2 separate regions of the Callithrix jacchus genome follow, and region 2 is linked to region 1. The links are chromatin contacts, called in public Hi-C maps. All regions are on one chromosome and are shown on one strand. Each heading gives the region's core, a stretch centred on a gene start, on an enhancer-like site or on the middle of the called end of the contact. The rest is flanking DNA. Distances are from core to core; before and after follow the strand shown.

Region 1 (7,037 bases), core at 2,197-4,696:
CCAGCAAGAGTGGGCGAGGGCTGGGTGGAACACTCAGGCGATGTCTAGCCCATGCCTGGCACATAGTCGGTGCTCGACGGAGGGTTGGTATCTTCTGCCCCGTCACCACCATCACCGGCGTGTTGACCTCTGACTGTCTAGGACTGCCTGAACCATGGCCACTCCTAGTTACTCCCTGTCTGGTCTCTGGGCTGCTTCCATGCTTGGGTTCCCACCATGGGAAGGCTGCGTACTGGGTGGCATCAGACAAATCCTTTCCTTATCTAGGTCTTCAGTATCCCCCAGAATAACATTATTATTGCTGTTAGGAATGATAGTAATAACAATCATAATCACAGCTGTTGTGTGTTGAATTGTGGCCCACAAGAAGCTAAGTGCATTCCCCAACTCCCACAACCTGCACACATGATGTAATTTGGAAAAGGATCTATTTACCAAAAAATCATCACTTGTAGAAGCCCCTACACAAAACAGGTGAAGTCTCTCTGTTCCTGTTATCGCAGGACGAGGGCCCAGAAGCCCTGCCAGTCAGTGCCTCCCCAAGAGCCCTGCCAAGAGTTTCTAGGGCCACTAAGAGCTGGCAGTCTTCTCTGGGGCCTCCAAGAATCCCTGGCCTTGAGGCCCCGTGATGCTCCACAATTAAACATATGCCAGAAATGTTCTCTTCAGAGAATGGACAAATGCTCTCTGCTTTCTCATTAGCACTTCACTTTACCTGTATTGATGTGAGAGGTTGTCAAGACTGATTTCCTGGTTTCAAAAGAACAGCAGATTCTTCCTTCATCTTGGGCAGAGATTCCTAAGAGGGCAGATTCTTAGAAAAGAGTAAAACAAAAACGAGCTTGAAATGCCACCTCCTTCCCCGCTAGGCCCAGTAGCTGGGGAAAGGGGGTATCTCTTACTAAGCTAGAGCTGCTCACCCCCAGGCTTGATCAGTGCCTGCTGGCAGCGGAAAAAGGCCAGGTCTTGTCTCAGAGATGCACCTGTACCCCGGGGACCCCAGGTCTGTGTCCTCCCAGTAGACTGCGGTTTCTCCAGCAGGTCCAGCAGTGGTGACAGCCACGCTCCCATGCTGGCTTCCCGTCTGCTTGTCTCAGGCTGTCCTTGATGACAGAGCCACAGAGTCCTTGCTCTTGAGGGACTAGCTGCTTATCAGAACAGCTGGGCATTCAGGTTCTGGGCTCCACAGGACAAGGAACCCACCCGTCTTTTAAAATACACTGTTTCAGCTAGTGACATCCTTCCTTCTCAAACCATAGCATGACTGCTTTATAACTGAGTGGCATCAGCCTGTTTATCTCTAAGGCCAAGAAGCTCCACGAATTCAGAAGACAGGCACGTAAACACAGGGAGAATGAGTTATTACAAAGGAGTATTTGTGTGGATTGGGAAGCAAGGCATTGTCCAGGAGGGTTCTCTACCAATACAACTGGATGTGAAAGTAACCAGCCAGTGGGAGTGTGGATTGTATTCAGGTGACCACATGTTCTTACATGCCTAGGACAGCCCTGGCGTCTGCCTGTTGTCCCAGCGTTATTATTAAAAGGGCCCCCTTTCACTCTCAGAGGAATCCGGGTTTGGATGAAAAACCACTAAGTGACCCCAGTTGTATGTCTGTGTATATAAAAGTGGTTAGCAGCACTTAGTGTGAATGTGTAGCGTAGAGAGTATGTGGATGTAAACGCCAGTGCCCATGAGCTCTGCCAGCTCGGAAGCTGGCTGTGGGTTAGTGCCTCTGCACCATCATGGGTAAATCACTTAACCATTTCATGGCACACACAGCTCTGAGGCAAGATCAGGTGCCTTGAAGTTTGATAAATGGTGGTTCAGATCCTTTCTCATAGCCTGCTAGCTTTGACCTTTACAAAATTACTTAGCTTTTCTCAACTGTAAATTAAGAGGAATCATATGGACCTCTCAGAGTTGGTACCATTTTTTTTTTTTTTTTGAGACTGAGTTTCACTCTTGTTACCCAGGCTGGAGTGCAACGGCGCGATCTCGGCTCACCGCAACCTCCACCTCCTGGGTTCAGGCAATTATCCTGCCTCAGCCTCCCGAGTAGCTGGGATTACAGGCACATGCCACCATGCCCAGCTAATTTTTTGTATCTTTAGTAGAGACGGGGTTTCACCATTTTGACCAGGATGGTCTCGATCTCATGACCTCGTGATCCACCCAACTCGGCCTCCCAAAGTGCTGGGATTACAGGCTTGAGCCACCGCGCCCGGCCGAGTTGGTATCATTTTTACACAATATATGTACAGCATCTAGCGTATTTCCTGACAGATCGTAACCTGCCAGCAAATGGTGCCTGTGTTGTTGTTGTTTTTATTCCAGGACAGCGACTGCCTTTGGCTTTAGTCTTTTCAATGGGGAAATGGTAAGAAATGATCTCATCCTTCCCGGCTTTCCAGGCTTCATGAGGCTGTAACCCGGTGGCATCCCTGAAGCCTGGTATCCCGGGGGTGTGTGCCCTGCTGTGCTGGGGATGCAGAAAGGAACTGCCTGCCCGCCTGCCCAGCTGCTCCATCCCTCTGGGACATGGGAATTGGATTCCCAGAGCATCATCCTCTCCACCCATCCTGGTGGCTCTCCCATCTCAGGCCCTCCCTTCATCCCCTCCCTGGCCCAGCTACTCCCTCCTCCCACAGTGGTGCTGTATAAACACCGAGACCAGAATGTCATTCACTGGTGTTGGCTGACATTGGTTGGCTGCTACCCAGAAGGGACTGGGGACCAAATTTCTAATCCTGCCTGCATAGCATCTCTCAGTATTTCCTGACTGGAGAGTCTCTATGTTCCTTCTCTACTTTTCAAGGAAGGTGTCATCTGTTCCTAGCATATTTGCTTTATTCTCTATCTTTCCACTATTTGGCTTTGCAGAATTTGAGCCAGCCTGCCTAAGTTCACACCTTGACGCTCCCACTCTAAAGCTAAATCCCATGGACAACTGACTTAATCACTCGGTGCCTCAGTTACCTCATCTGTAAAAGTGGACAATAATAATGCTACCTAGTTCGGTTGCCATGAGGTTTCAGGGAGTCACTAGGTGTAAGGTGCTAAACAAAGCACAACACACAGTAGGCACTTGATCAGTATTAGCTGTTTTTATTATCTAAACACCTGTCCCTTCTGGTTTCTCAATGCTCGTCTGTGCTGCTGGCATTGAGGAACTTAGTCTAAGCTCTGCTGCTGGTGAACCGTGGAAACAAGCATGCCCCACCCTGGGCTTTGGGTCCCTTGACTGCCTGCCCCAGAGGGTGGGGACGTGGTCTTTGTGGCCCTTTTGGCCTCTCATAGTGGATATTGCCTTCCCTTCCATTGCCCTGCCTTGTTTTTCAATTTCCAAACCCATTCAGAAGGGGAAGGCAGCAGCCGTTTGAAGCTGTTCCTCAGCCCTCCCCTGAATAGGACTGGGAGGGACAGGACACAGGGAAAGGTCCCTGGACTGGAAGACAAGAGGTGCCTATTTTTGGCCGTAGTTCTGTTTTGAGACTCTGGATGAAGCCCTTCCTGTCTCTGATTTCTCCATTTATAAACTGGGGTGATTACCCCTCAGCTTTGTACCTCTCTCAAAATGAGCGAAGATGTAAAGATACGGAAAAGCATTTTACTGGCTGCCGGGTGCTACAGAAGGGCAAGCTCCTGATAGTGTTGGTGGTGTGAGTCTCACCAGGCCAGGCACAGGGCAGAGTACTGTGGAAACAGCGTGGGCCACCCGTGGCCGCTTGGATGGGAGCAAATGCGTACTCGTGTTGCTGATGATCTGTGAGGCTTTGCTGCCTGTGGAGACGTGAGATGAGAGTTTTCAGTTTCTTTCCCTCCCCTTGCTCTCTGTTCTCCCTAAGAGACATTTGGCCCCGGGGTGACTCACACAGTAAACCATCAGCAATTGCTTCAGAAGGCTTGGACTCCTCTCAAACGTATACTGACTTTTTGTTGTTCTATGTTTACTTTAGGGGAAGTGGGGCAGATCCCTGGAAGGCCATTAGCTGTGGGACCCGGAGTAAGCCTCTGCCCTTGGAGAGCTGTTGTGTTGCATCTGTTAGGTGGGAGAAGGTGGGGTGAGAGTGAGAGCAGAGTTGGGGTCCATGTTAACTGAATGCTTGTCTGTGGATCGGAGCCAGGTCGGTGACACTAAAACCCTCTCAGAAGAGTGTTAACAAATTTCCTGGCCATTGCTAAGAAGCTGACAGAAAATACAGACCCAATCCTGTACTGCTTAGCGGGTACAGGAGACCCGCTGGAGTAGGGGCGCCAGTATCTAACGGCTTCCCCAGGAGGGGGTTCTGCATTCTGTGCCCACTGGTGCCCATCAGGGGTCTACGAATAGCATTAGCATTAGTAGAAGTGGTATTCGGTTAGTATTAGGGTCATCTCTGTGTGTGGTTGTTCATACCAGGTGACTGTCATTCTTAACGATGTGCATTTGGAGTTGAGGAATTTCTGTAAGCCTCAGTAAATAAGTAGAGTGAAGACAATGGATAGAAAACAGGCAGGAGGTGTGGTAGAATCATCATCAGGAGGAAACCCCGTGTTCTGCCTGACTGACCCTCTTGGTTTTGTGGAGGAAGATAGCAGCATCCGTGCTGAACCCAGCTGAGTGAATCTGTCCCAGTCATGCACACTGAAAATGGGTTGAATTTTGAGGACATTTGAGAGAACAAAAAGCAGTGAGGATGGGATACCTCTCCTGGATATCTGATCACTTTGAGAGCTTTTCTCCTGTTTCCAGATCCTTTTCTGATGCACCTGGCCTCTCAGCCGGTCAGGAGGTGAGGAACAGGGCCTTACCCCAGAATCCATCTCTGGAAATTCACCACCTTCAGTGTCTACACCCGAGTGTGTGGAAAACAGCCCTGTGCCAGGCTGTGCTCGGTGGTGGGAGATGGGATTTGTGGACTGCAGCCCTGAGTCTGCAGGAAGTAAACTTCTTTGCCCTGCCCCATTACCATCACAATCCAGTTTGCCAAAATGCAGGTCCCAGCTCCACTAATGTCCACTCAGAATTCACTTTCTCATCAGGCCAAGGACATTTCAAAGTTGCTGTGTTTTCTCTATCATTTCCTTCCCTCCTCCCCCACTTCACTTCCTGTTTTTTCTTCCTCTTTCTCCACCCCCACCCTGTCTCTCCTGGCATGTCCCTTGTTGTCTGAGAACGGGAACAAAGCCCTGAGCCAGGGAGCGTTGATAATCGTGACTTCCTGAGGTGCCCTCTTGCTGCTGCCCCTGCTGCTGAGAGTCAGAGCCAGCCCAGCCTCTGAGGGCCTGGGAGCCCCAGCTGGGAGCCTGGCTGGAAGCCTTGGACTTTAGACACCCCCCAAGCCCCACTCCTATCCTCCACCCCCAGCAGAAAGAGAATCTAATAAGAATAATCTTTCATGCCCTTGCAACAATTTCAGTTTCCAAAGAACTGCCTCATGCATTTGAATGGAAACACTGGAAAAAAACAGACAACTCTAGTGTTTCGTCCTAGTAACGAACTATAGTTCAGTTTAGACAACAAAAGGTAGATTTAGGAGTCCCAAGCTTGTTTCTGTTTCTGCCTTGCATCTCTTTGACTCTGCAGATCATTCTAGCTCTTAAAAGACTGGTTTCCTACCTCCCTGGAAAAATGGAATTAATGGTATCTTACAGGGATTTTTTGAGGACAAATTAATAAGAAAGTATATCTATACAATTCTTATGATATGCTTGACAGATATTTGCTTAATAAGTGAGTGCTCCCCTCTATTTTCTATGATTTGGTTTTTTGCACAAAGGAGTGGACATTTAAATGCACAGTAGCCAGGGGGGGAAAATACCCCCACAATAAATGATACTTATGGAAAAGGAGTCCATATCTGTTGCTGTGTTTCTCTGAAATATGGAGAGAGAGGTGGGGGTGGGGGCAGCTGGGTCCACACTTGCTTCTCACTGAAAAGCAGCACTCACTCCCCACTGTGTCACTGTGTTCATGGGTCATGGTATTTTATAACAATATTTTTCTAATGAGAAATAGGGAGAACCATCCCAACCACATGCCTGAGGTAGGCTGTTTTATGAATTTAACTCCCAGGGGTGAGACTACAAAAACAGCAATCTGAAAAAGTGCCACCTCCCTTTTTCAAAATCTGTTAAACAAAAAATGAAAAGACTTCCCATTCAAGGTCAATGACCACTTGTTTGAGAAATCAGCCTGACCGTGGGGCTGCATTTAAAAAAGATGTCAAAGGTCGTAGCGTCAGAGACATGTTCCAATGTGGATGTGACTCCCACACTGCTGAGTCCTCAAGGGAGGCTGTTTTCTTCTCTGAGCCTCAATCTTCTAATTATGAAATGAAAGAATTAGACAAGATTATCTCGTAGATGTCCTTCGGGCCTGATAACCTATGATCTTGTGACTCTCTCTGCTCTCCTTAAAAAATATATTGTGACTAGCGGAGAACGGAAAAGTGCTTCTCACAGTAACATGGCTTGCCTTCGCTTTTCAGCAGGGTGCCACCATCTGAAGGACAGAAAAGCTACAGGACTCTAGGAGGCCACAGTCCTGATTTAAGCCCAACTTACTTTGGCCAGGCAGCAGCTAAGCTGGTTCATTCCATCAGCCTGGATTGGTGAAACTGAACCCCAGGAGATATTTCCAGGTGAGAAACAATTGGCTTTGGTCATAATGTAGCACTGTGATAACCATCATTGTACTGCAGGAAGAGTGTCATCTGCATGCTTATATTGTGAAAGATGTGAAAGTATTATGAACGATCATTTGACCAGATCTGTCCTTGATCAGAAGCCGTGCCTCCTGACATCACATACATCTAAAGAAAGGCAAATGAGAAAGGACATGGATAGTAACACATTCATTTCAAGGTTGCTGTCTGCAAGGGGTTCAAGGCCCTGGGCTCTATAGCTGTATTCTGAGTGAGATTTGTGCTATCTTTTGAGGGTTAAGTAATGAAAGAGGGTAGCTTAGAACTACATGCAGGAAAAGAACGATTGGAGCTGCCCATCTAGGTTTGTTTTTCCTTACAGAATTCGTTTAAGATTTAATGTTCCTT
Region 2 (6,129 bases), core at 1,456-3,955, 990 kb after region 1:
CCAACAGTGGCTTGAGTTCCATAACCCTCTCTGCCCCTGCCAAGCTCCTCAGGTGGGAGGGGGCCCCGGGGAGGAAAAACAGGAAAACAAGAGGATGTTACACAAAGTGAGTCATCCAGCCTCAAATAACCAAGAGCTGCAAAGGCAGAAAGTTCTTGACTTGGACGTTTGCCAACTCCAATGCTGCAAAAATAACTGTGATGAATTCACATATTTCTGTACAAGTGTCGGTCCACCATAACACTGAATACTCAGCCACAGCAAACTGGAGTGCTGGGCCCATATGCTCAGGCTTTGGTCAGGGTTTTCTTGAAGAAGCCCAAACCTGTATTTTCCCATTGAAAGTCATCCTGGTCTTTGATCTTGTCCTGGATAAGACCATGGAATATCAATTCCTGCTCAGGGTTAAAAGTCACTAGGTGCCTTTCCGTTTTGGGTCTCAGTATCCACAGAGGAATTTTCATTAGACCCTCCCCATTGTATGACGATCTAATCATAATATTTGTTGTACACCCACTGTGCACACTGTAGGGAGAGAAAAAGCAGTATAGCCCACCCAGAAACCCTTCACCAAAGCAGAATTTAACCCACGTGGAAACATAGAGGGAGGAAAAAGGTCATAGAGCAGTTTTCAAAAATTAAGAGCTGCAGGCTGGGCACAGTGGCTCACACCTGTAATCCCAACACTTTGAGAGGCCAAGGCAGGAGAATCCCTTGAGCCCCCCAGGTATTTTGAGACAAACCTAGGCAACATAGAGAGACCCCGTCTCCACAAAAAAATTTAAAAATTATTTTTTAATAATTTTAAAATTTAAAAATGTGGGTGTGGTGGTGTGCACCTGCAATCCTAGCTACTTGGGAGGCTGAAGTGGGAGGGTTATTGAGCCCAGGAAGTCCAGGCTGCAATGAGCCATGATCGCACCACTGCACTCCAGTCTGAGCAACAGAGTGAGCTGCCGAAAGAAGGAAGGAAAGAAAGGAAAGAAAGAAAGAAAGAAAGAAAGAAAGAAAGAAAGAAAGAAAGGAAGGAAGGAAGGAAGGAAGGAAGGAAGGAAGGAAGGAAGGAAGGAAGGAAGGAAGGAAGGAAGGAAGGAAGGAAGGAAGGAAAGAAAGAAAGAGAAAGAAAGAAAGAAAGAGAAAGAAAAAAAATTAAGAGCTGCATTATAAAGTACAAGGGCGAGACAGAGGGTGATGTACTAGGAGGTTTTCCTGGAGAGAGAGCAACAGAGCAAAACACACAGGCTCTGGGGCCTAAAAAATCTCAACCTGGGGCCAGGCACGGTGGCTCACACCTATAATCCTAGCACTTTGGCAGGCCGAGGAGGGCGGGTGGATAGCCTGAGGTCAGGAGTTCAAGACCAGCCTGGCTAACATAGTGAAAACCTGTCTTTACTAAAAATACAAAAAATTAGCTGGGCTTGGTGGTAGGCTCCTGAAATCCCAGCTGCTTGGGAGGCTGAGGCAGGAGAATTGCTTGAACCCAGGAGACGGAGGGTGCAGTGAGTTGATATTGCGCCATTGTACACCAGCCTAGGCAACGAGAGCAAAACCCTTGTCTCAAAAACGAAAACAAAAACAAAACCTCAACCTGGGGTTCTTAGACTTAACTACTCCGGACATTGGATTCCTTGTCTGCAAAAAATGGTAACATTGGCTCTTACATGAGACAGAATGTAAAATGGCTGGCTCATGGCCGGTATTCAAAACCATTATTTCTCATGCTCCCACAAAGGAGGTGGCAGTGACTTGGGTCCCTAAGGATGATGGCATTTCGACAGAAAAGAGAAGGTGGGAAGGTCTTGAAGCAGCAGGACTGAGCAGGGAGTAGTGGAGAAGTGCCTGGATTCAAATTCCAGCTCCACTGCTTCCTAGTCACGTGATCTTCAGCAAACCACTAATTTCTTGGTGTGTCCGTTTCCTCATCTATGAAAATGGGAACACCAATAAAACTTGCCTTCTAGGGTGGTGTGAGGATTGAGTTAAGATGGGTAAACACTTAGAATAGTACCTGATAAGTGAAGGGTCAGAAATGTTATCCATCGTTATTATGTATGAAGGGGAGAAAGGAGCCCAGATTTGATATGAATTGAGGAATATAGGAATAGGAATAGGAAGGCTGGGACTAGACTTTAGAGGCCTTAAGTGCCCAAATAAGTTTGGGTCTAAAAGCAATCAAGGCCCATCACAGGCTCTTGAATGAGGGTTGACGTGGATTAATAACAAGTCTTAAATGGTAGAGGCCAATGAGCTCCTGTCATAGGTATAAATTATGCCAAAAGAGCCTGCACTTGAACAGTGACTCAAATCTTCTCCTGCTTCCATCCAAGAAGCTATTCTTTGGAAAAAAGCAGAAGGCAAAGGACAGATCACGTCTGGCTGTTTTTCCAGTTAGGATCTCTTAATCCCAAATCCCAAATCTCCCTGTTTGGCTAGCACGGAGATTATGGAAGACTATCGCTTGGGGTGTCCAGTCATCACTTATGTTTTTCAAATAAGGAGCCATGAGCTACTATTTGAAGTGATGAAATTCATTATTTGGGCTGTCTAAGCCCACACATCCTGCCCTCACCCCCACCCAAACCCCCCACCAGGCAGGCAAAGTCACTTGAAGACCATTCCACAAATCTCCAACATGCTCTCAAAGGGCAATGCTGTACATCCTAGGATCCACTGTGCAAGTGGCAGAAAGACTAGCAGGCAGCAGTGACTTGTTGACATGATACTCCACCTGATTTCATTCAAATCTGGGCTTTCAGAGACAGGCAGAATCAAAGGAAATGACTGAGAAAAATCATTCCGAGTTATGGAGATGTTAAATAGCATAGCAGCAATCACAAAGGCAATTTTGACATGTGTGGAATTCTTTGTGCAGAGAAGTCCCCAGTGCTGGGCGCAGGAGCGAGCTGGGGTGGTGGCAGTGCAGGCGCTTATAACAGAATGCACTGGAGGACAAACTGCACGGGGCAACTCACAGGAAGACAAAACCCTAACGCTCATTCCTTGGCCTTTGGGATCCAGAAAAAAACACCACAGCCTCTGTCAAATGTAATGGGAAATAATTCCTTTGAATCTGTGATTTGCTCAGCTGAAAAAAAAAAAAAAAAAGGAAGTCGGGTAATCCTTAAGTGACCCCAAGTGGTAAAAATACACCAGCACAGTGTTATTTGTGAGTATTCCTGTGACGCTGGCGCCACCTGGTGCACTCAACCGGGAAAGAATGACTCACAAGCCCATGAAGGCTGGTGCAGCGGCCCATACATTTGTTATTTCATAAGTATTCTCTTGGTGCTAGCTTGTGAGCCAAACAGTGGGAAAACGAATACCAATTTATGGACAGAAGCATGTGATAGAGTTTATTACAACCAATAGAGTTAACACCAATATTTTAAGTGAACAGAATTTCATGATAAGGGCGTAAGCCAATGTCTCCAAATTGGTAGCCTTTAAGGGCCAAACAAAATACCTCAAGCTTTCAGCCAGTGTGTCTGCAAGTTAGCCAATTCTCTCCCAAATACATCTAAGGATTCTTGAGAGTGCTTACAAAGCCCGATTGCCACTAAGCCTGATTGTCACTCTTCTGAGCTTTAGACTACTACTCCAGAGAGGCTTCTTGTCGCCTCTTACCATTAGGGACCAATTTCCCACAGAACAGGATCCTAACCAGTTGCCACACCCTGTTCCCAACATGACTTTGTTTAAATGCAGAGAGAGCTTTCCCTTTCACACCCAAGTCATACTGACAGACCTACTTGCCGACCTCGGTAGTTACCATCTGAAGGTATTCAGAGAATCACAATGTAGAAAAGGAGAATCGAAACTCATTACCAGACATCATTGCTCCAACATTCAACTGCACCCGTCCCCACTGGCCTCTCTCTTGACTCGAACCCCCCTGTTCTGAGTAGGATTTTCTATCTCAGAGTATCTTCCCTGAGACTCTAATCCACCACAAAAAACTGGAAGCCCTTCACACCCAGTTATTGCCCTGCAGAGACACATCCTCTGGCTGCCTCTTCAAAGTTCTACTTTGGCAGCAGCAAATATTTATCCTTAGATTGGGATTCAATTTAAGGAAACACAGAACTAGCAACCAACCAGAGTCTTTTCTGGTGAAAAGAATGAGTTACTCAGCTGGAGAACAAGACGTGAGGTAAAATACTGGGTTAAACCAGTGATTTTTAGAGTATAAACTGGTCCTATCTAAGGCAAAGGCAATGTTTTAAATAAAAACAAAGTGGCAATGTCTAAAATAAAAAAAGAGAAAAGACCAAATGGGGTTTGAAAAATTGAAGCATCTTTAAAAAGACTTGCCTCAATCCCCAAAGCAACTATTTTGAAGGCAATTAAACTCACATGGCTACAGGTGAGTAGCCTGGTGAATAATCTTATCAGTTTCTTGAAAAATGACATATGTTACAATTTTTATCAAAGTGTTTCTCTACAATAATCTCTACTGCATAATATTTTAGCAAGGGCTCCAGCTCGAGTCTAACTATACGTAACCTTAAGACACATTAGCTTGGGCGGGTGCAGAGGACACAAGATTTGCAACAGGACCAAGAAACATCTAGAGTCAGGCTCAGTTTAAGTCAGCTGCTCCCAAGCCAGGCAGCACATTAACATCACCAAGGGCACCCAGGCCCCACTCCAGAACAATTAAATAACAATTTCTGGAGGTGAAGCGCAGATACTGCTATTTCCTTTTAAAGTACCTTAGGTGGCCTTAATGTGCAGCTGGGGTTGAGAACCACTAAAGCTAAGGAAACAGAACTCTAGGTGGACATCTTGGTCCAAAGGCAGTGGACCAGAAGGAGACATGATTCTAACTCAGCAAGCATCTGTCTTTCAGATGTCATTTTGGATCTTATCCAAGTCTTCAAGTAAAAGATCACAGTGAGAATAAAAGCTCTAAGCGTCATTTCTCTGTAACTATGTGTCCTGAATTGTGGTTCAAGGTCCATCTGCATGAACGCAATTATTTGAGGAATTTGTTAAAATGCAGATTTCTGGTTCTCACCTTATACCTAATAATCTCTGCAAGTGAGTTAGCTCTAGAAGTCAGTAACTATTGTTGGGATCAAATCCAGGCTCACCTGATGACTTATCTTTCAAATTCCCCTCAGTACCTTTGATCAGAAAGAGTGGACTTTATCAGGAAAAAATTAGACATTTCAATGAATTTAAATGAAAGGTAATGATTTAAAGCAGTAGAATGGAAAACAACTGCAAAAATTCCCCCTCCACTCCTCCCTCCAAAGGAATCCTCTATCAATTACTTTGGAGGAGCAAAATAGTATCCCTCCCTTTCCTTCCTGTTCCACTACATTTTTTCCCTTCTGACACATATTCCTTTTTCCTCCCAAATAAAGCCACTTAGAAAAAAGTCCTGGTAGTACTTTAGAAACTGTCAACATCTATAGGGAAATGATAACAATTACTGCAAGAGAACCTACCCAGGATCTCATTTTATATTTACCTATATCTTTCTGGTATTTTACATATCTCATTCAAAGTGAAATAAAGCGCAGAGTACCCTTTTAAGTCAGAACAAGGAGAAAAATGTGATTAAATAGCTTTGCCCATTTGGAATTGGCCAGGAGCCAAGTTTTTTTTTCTTTTTAAATCTGGGCAGTTCAGTCATTGCCATATGCACTTCTACCTTGAAAGACAAAAATTAGGGAATTTAATTTCCTACACTGCAACCTTATTTAAAACAAGTCTAGGTCCTTTTTATCTGATGATGGTGGGACCAGGAGTGGGAGCCGATGGGAGGCAAGAAGTTGTGTGTAAGATGAGAGACTACCTCTACCGACCAGCACTAACTCACACACCACATGAAGAGACGTCATGAAAGCACATTTTAAGTGCAACAAGCTATGTTTCAGTTTGTAAAATAAATTGTACAGACTTCTTCCTGTCAGTGTTCATGTCAACCAGCACAACCCTTTCAGAAAGCAATCTGATGACTCTGAAAAATGTTCATAATGTTCAGACTCTTTAATAATCCAATTTCTAGGAATCTAGTTTAAGAAAATTCAAAAGATAGAAGATGTTCACTGCATTCGGTGTAGCACAAAAAATGTAACTACTATAAATACAGTACACATGCCCCCTCATCTACTATTTTGC

What was found. A called contact is a pair of places that touch in the nucleus more often than the background predicts.
Region 2: a contact with region 1 is called in a Hi-C map of skeletal muscle, with 5 times the contacts expected there. The contact joins two enhancer-like sites. A contact is called at or near these places in 2 of 3 Hi-C or Micro-C datasets (both in skeletal muscle).

Annotation. Positions count from the first base shown.
Region 1 is chr14:98,478,000-98,485,036 of calJac240_pri, forward strand. It overlaps CYRIA (CYFIP related Rac1 interactor A), which reads left to right. Exons shown (of 12, transcript XM_078349930.1): 2 at 6,474-6,626. Among named protein-coding and RNA genes, the nearest start is that of CYRIA, 42 kb to the left of the region's middle. Within about 2 kb of position 3,447, at least 5 of the 16 cell types and tissues checked have an H3K27ac peak or open chromatin away from gene starts, as enhancers often do. A contact at or near this core is called in skeletal muscle, where this site is marked.
Region 2 is chr14:99,470,701-99,476,829 of calJac240_pri, forward strand. No RefSeq gene overlaps it. Among named protein-coding and RNA genes, the nearest start is that of DDX1, 43 kb to the right of the region's middle. Within about 2 kb of position 2,706, at least 3 of the 16 cell types and tissues checked have an H3K27ac peak or open chromatin away from gene starts, as enhancers often do. A contact at or near this core is called in skeletal muscle, where this site is marked.